Regions from separate parts of the Mus musculus genome. Here region 1 is linked to region 2. A link is a contact called in public Hi-C data. All regions are on one chromosome and are shown on one strand. The core of a region is the stretch at or near the end of the contact, and the rest is flanking DNA. Distances in the headings are between cores, read along the strand shown.

Region 1 (2,700 bases), core at 195-2,694, 71 kb before region 2:
CCTCGATCACAGTGTTCCCTCGATCACAGTGTTCCCTCGATCACAGTGTTCCCTCGATCACAGTGTTCCCTGGATCACAGTGTTCCCTGGATCACAGTGTTCCCTCGATCACAGTGTTCCCTCGATCACAGTGTTCCCTCGATCACAGTGTTCCCTCGATCACAGTGTTCCCTCGATCACAGTGTTCCCTGGATCACAGTGTTCCCTCGATCACAGTGTTCCCTCGATCACAGTGTTCCCTGGATCACAGTGTTCCCTCGATCACAGTGTTCCCTCGATCACAGTGTTCCCATGCACATTTTAAGAGATTGAATTACTTTCTACGCTGTGAGTATTTGTGTCCTTCTGGAATCCATATTGGGAAACCTAATCCCCAAGATAGTATGAAAAGAGGAGCCTTTGAGAAGTGCTGAGGTCATGAACTCCTGCCGTGCACTGTATCAGTGCCCTTATAACAAAGCTTGAGGGAGCTTTAGCTCCTGTCCTTTTTCTACTACAGGAGGGACATGCACAGTTGTTTCATCTGAGAAAAGGGCCAGCACCACGAGCACCAAGTCTGTGGCCACTTTGATCTTTGATTTCTCAGCCTTCAAGAAAGTGCAAAATAAGCAGACTAAGTATTTTGTTCTTGCAGCCTGAACATGTGAAGACAGGACCATCTGAACTACGTGAGCTTTACCTGATGCAAACCTCTTCTCAAGCTAAGCTAAGGAAAAGGAATTTTAAAAAGCCAAACGAGCTGCATAGTTAATATGACTTTAACTTTGCCTGCCCTTTTGCTGTTGCTGCCGCCAGTCAGTCAGCTTTCTTCCTGCCTGAGTGGTGTGCTGCAAGCTTCTTGTGCATCCCATGAAAAAGGCCAGGCTGACAAACTTTGTGTGTTCTATATGGTGGTGCTGTGAAGTTGTGTGCATGCCACTGTTGTTTTTCAGGCATATGAATGCAATTTGTTTGCTTTGCCTGGAGACCATTTTTCAGTTTCTTTGCTTCTCATATTTATAGCTCTGTATGCAGCTTGCACTGGGGATCTACCTAAAGTGTTGCTTTGGAAAGGAGCAATAGCAAAGTGATCTATGTACCTTCATTGTATTTATCCATGCAAGATGCTGAGGCCAGCACCAGTGCTTAGCACTCACCTCCATGTCTACCCTCTGGAATTGTCTAGTAGCAGTATGGTGCTTACTTTAACCTGGATTTTATTTGAGAAGTAATTGAACTAAAATATCAGTAGTCATGAGTTGCTCCAGGAGAGAGGAAAGCTGTTTGTCTCTTCAGTAGCCATGAATTCACATCAGCCCTTACAGTGAGCTGTGATTGGGACCCAGTGAGCCCTCTCTCTGCTTTCTGTGAGTGCTCATTTGTTATCAGCACTTAGAATCCTGCAGCCTTGGCAGCAGTAGCGTCCTCTGGCTCCCCAGCCTTGTTTGAACATTCTATAATGTGGGGGATTTCCAACCTCATGAAAATGACTTCACCATGAGAGAACTCAGAGAACTGATGTTCCAGTGGCCCAAGAATGTGACCTGGATTCCACCAACAACAGAAAGTTCAGTATTAAACAGTGATAAGAAGATGGGGTTCCACTCAGAATCCACTGTTTTTTCTTAGCCACACTGGGTGTCAGTGCCATTCAGCTCTCAGTGCTTTACAGAGCTGAATGTTTTGTGTAGCAGAGTCATTGGCAGTTTTCTCATTAGCCCCGTGTAGTACTGTATCAGTCGTCATTCCTGCAAGGTTCCTTTTAGTTATTAGTGGCTAGCTCACAACAGTCATCTTAAAAGGTAACAGTGAAGCATCTTACTTAGGTGTCCAGACTAGATTTGTCCAGGCTGTTGCAGTGGTGAGACAGGCCAAGCCTGGGCACATCTGGTTTGATGCTCTTCCTAGGACTAGACTTGGAGATGGAAGCATAAGAATAAAGAGTGGAAAGTGGGTCGGATACCGGTTTGAAGAGGAGCAGGGGCACAGTGGATTGAAGCAACCGGAGTCCCCAGTGGGCAGATCAGGTTCATCCTTGACTGACAAGTGTCTCAGCACTAGAAGATCTTAAATTCCTCTTCCATTCCTTGATTCAGACTCTCATCATATTTACAAGATTATAAATCTCCAAATAGTTTCAAAGATTCACATTCTTTTCCGTGGAATGTGGAAATAACAAAACCACTATTATTTGTGTTTGTTACCCATACTTCCTACACTATTCTTATTTTTAATTGTTAAGGGACTGTATGGTCAAGATAGTTCTTCCCATGAAAAGAGTGCCTTAGAATATGGATGCTTAGAAGTCTGTTGCATGCTTGCATCTGAGTAGACTGGCACATGCTGAGAGTTTGTTAAACCCTACCTGTACTGATTGACTCAGTAATTAGGAAATATGGCCACCAGGAGGTAGGGGTACTTTCAGAGCATGCCCAAAGTGCCAAGGGCCTGTCTTGAGATTGGATGAGTGTTCGCCTCAGTGTCCCTGTGCAGTTGGTCACATGGAAGTGCATTTCTTGTCAGTGTGTGAGAAGAGATGACAGGCTGCCATGCAGAGAGGGTGATGATGCTACTCAGGCTGCCGAATTTCCTGTGGACTGCTTCAGTCTGAGGCTTTAATTCTTTTGACTACTTTTAGTTAATTTCTTGAGTCAGGTGCCTAGCTTATGTTCAAGGCATGTGTGGTAAGGTGACTTGAGCACTGGGTATCAGGTTATTTAT
Region 2 (2,700 bases), core at 124-2,623:
ATCATTCAGTGTAAATACTGACTGGAAGAGTGATCTAAGGCTGAAAGCATGGGGATGAATACAGGGAAAACAGCAGTTTGCTTTAAGGAAGTTTTCTTTTTAGAGTCTGGAGATAAATTATGATTTAATTTGTTTCTGCCATTGGCCTTTGAACGTTAGTAATAGCAAATTTTATCAATTGTACATACACACACTGATGGAAACGTGTTAGGTTTCTGGAACTGTTGTCCGTGCTTTCCTCTCAGGTGATATAAAGTCCTTGTAAAGTACATTTGCTCAGTTTTTGTCTGATGAACAGACAAAAAGATGTCCTTTCTGGGAAGGACCAAGTCCTTCCAGTGGGATTATTAATTTACCTTCTCCCATGAGTCTCGGGAGAACTGAGCAGCAGTGTTTTGATAGGAACAGCCTTTGTGCTTTCTCTGTAAATGAATGTATGTTCAAAAACCAGAATGCCCAAGTCTTGACGCACATAAATCAAATGATTCTCTTTGTCAGTCAACCCTTCTCATCTCATAAACTTTAGTCTCTAAATCTTCTGACTAATTGGCTCCTTATTTGTACATACCTCTATTCTCCAGTAGCAAAAATTCTGTCCTCCAAATAGTATTTGCCCAAAAATATTCCTGATTTGGGTTTTACTTTGCAGTTGGGTTTTCATTTATGGTACGGTGCCCTGTAGGTTTTAAGACAGACTAGACACCATAAACAGGGTGGCACTCGGTGTTTGATACACCATGGACCACACCTGCTCAGCTTCTGTGTGGCATAAATGGGAGCACGTCCACTCTGGGCTCATCACTTCTCAGTCACATGGTGAGATGTTTGTGTAGGGAAGAAAGGTTTGGGAATATTGACATGTGACCTCTTTCTTACTGATTGCTAAGTAATGGTGGCAAAGATAATAGAATAACAAGTTTGGCAGTTATATTTTCATCAAGAAAATAAATACATTTTCCTATATTCGTATTGCTAGTGTAGACTTCACAGTTATGTGATGTAGAATAACTTTGGAAACAAGTCAACTGAACATCCAAACATTTGAAGCAATTTTCTTGTCTAGAATGGACTCTAAAGCAGCCTGAGGGCTGGCATTAGACTGTGCAGCTCTGACAGACTCATTTAGGCATTGAGGCAGTTTCCAGAAAGTCCTGAGCTCAGGATTATCTCGTCAGTATTCAGTTAGGTAGGTAGTTGCTTAGTTGTGAGTGTGGGAAAGGTGTTAATTATGAGAGCATGAATGACTAAAGGGAGACTGTGTCACCAAAAGTGACCTCTCCTCTTTAGAATGCTTCCTTGGGTCTCAGTGGGGCTTTTTCATACAGCAATCACTGCTTAGAAGTTATATAACATAGTATCAGCTCACTCCTTTGCTTAGTCATTCCTCCTGAGGAAACACTTGGATTCTTTCCAACTTGCTAGCAGCTCCTAAGGGTTCTGCGTGAGTTCTTTTTTTGTTTTCTTTTCTTCTTTTTTTTTTTTTTCTCTTTTCCTTGCTTTTGCGGTGGAGGCCATAGCCACAGGTTACAGTGTACAATTAAATAGAAGTATATGTATGCTATTATTATAGCTAATATATAAATGTTGGATGATATAAAACAATCGGGCACATTTGTATCTTACTGTTTTGTGGGTTCACTGTACATCTCTGCATACTTACATCAATTTTAGCCCACGTGGGGCAATTCTTTTGAAGTAGGTTGACAGCTTTCCAGTTAAATGTCAGAAAGAAGCCTAACTGTTAGATTTGAAATAAACTGATTTCTCTTGGTTCAGTGTTAGCCTCACCTTTTGAGTGGCAGGACTTGAGCAAACTCAGAGGTCCCCTGCATTCTACAATGCTCCCTTTAATGACTTGGAGGCTGTTGTTTGAGTTTCCCAGGATTGTGTGGGTTATTGTTATATCTTTGCTTTTATGGTATAGTTGTGGTCTTATCACAGTTTGTTCCATGCTGAGTCACAGACAGGAGAGCAGCAGTCCATGTTTTTATTATTCCTGTGAGGAAAGGCAGACTTTCATGATGCATTTTCCAGGAATTCATTGTGGAGAAAAACTGAGACAGCCGGTGTATAAAACCAGACACATACGCAGTCTTAAGGAAGATGTTATCAGAGAAAATTGTTTCCTTTCCAGACACTCGGGGTTGTTTGGGTATCTTTATCTGTGATTGGACATGACCTCATGAATTATGTTGTCCATTTACGATAGCTACTAATACTGGTGGTGCTCAGAACCTTCTTGGCATGCCTCAGCTCTCTCCCCTCCTTTCCTGCTCATCCTTTTCCTGACCCCCTCACCCTCTGGCCTTCCAGCTTCCATGCAGCCTGGCTGCTTACTTAGTAGGGTACTTACTTAGTGGTCCAGCTGTCCTCCAATGGCCCCTGTGCCATCAGCATTTGCTCTATGGCTGAAACTGGCTGAAGAAGTTGAACACTTTGATGCCCCTAGAGCTGTCTTTCTGGTTCCCAAGTCTTTCCTTTTGATGGTATTCCTCCATGTTCACATTAGCCACGCTGAAGCTTTTCTATGCAGTTTATGGATAATTCTGCAAGAACCAAAGCAACACCTCAGCCATAGGCTGGGACTTGCCACAAAGGGCCACTTCATCCACCCGCTGCCCACAGGTGCCACTTAGACATTAGCCTCTCATCATCCTTCACACCCCAAGTGTGGCCTGGGGCACACTCAAGAAGCTCTTG

Evidence for each region. A called contact is a pair of places that touch in the nucleus more often than the background predicts.
Region 1: a contact with region 2 is called in a Hi-C map of uterus, with 5 times the contacts expected there. The contact joins two enhancer-like sites. A contact is called at or near these places in 6 of 484 Hi-C or Micro-C datasets (the C2C12 cell line, adipose-derived mesenchymal stem cells, brown adipocytes and 3 more) and 1 of 9 other capture datasets (adipose tissue).

The regions. Positions count from the first base shown.
Region 1 is chr13:29,573,710-29,576,409 of GRCm38.p6, reverse strand. All of the region lies in intron 9 of Cdkal1 (CDK5 regulatory subunit associated protein 1-like 1), which reads left to right. Among named protein-coding and RNA genes, the nearest start is that of Cdkal1, 280 kb to the left of the region's middle. Within about 2 kb of position 1,444, at least 21 of the 459 cell types and tissues checked have an H3K27ac peak or open chromatin away from gene starts, as enhancers often do. A contact at or near this core is called in embryonic fibroblasts and uterus, where this site is marked.
Region 2 is chr13:29,502,299-29,504,998 of GRCm38.p6, reverse strand. The region is part of intron 11 of Cdkal1 (CDK5 regulatory subunit associated protein 1-like 1); the gene reads left to right. Among named protein-coding and RNA genes, the nearest start is that of Cdkal1, 350 kb to the left of the region's middle. Within about 2 kb of position 1,373, at least 102 of the 459 cell types and tissues checked have an H3K27ac peak or open chromatin away from gene starts, as enhancers often do. A contact at or near this core is called in embryonic fibroblasts and uterus, where this site is marked.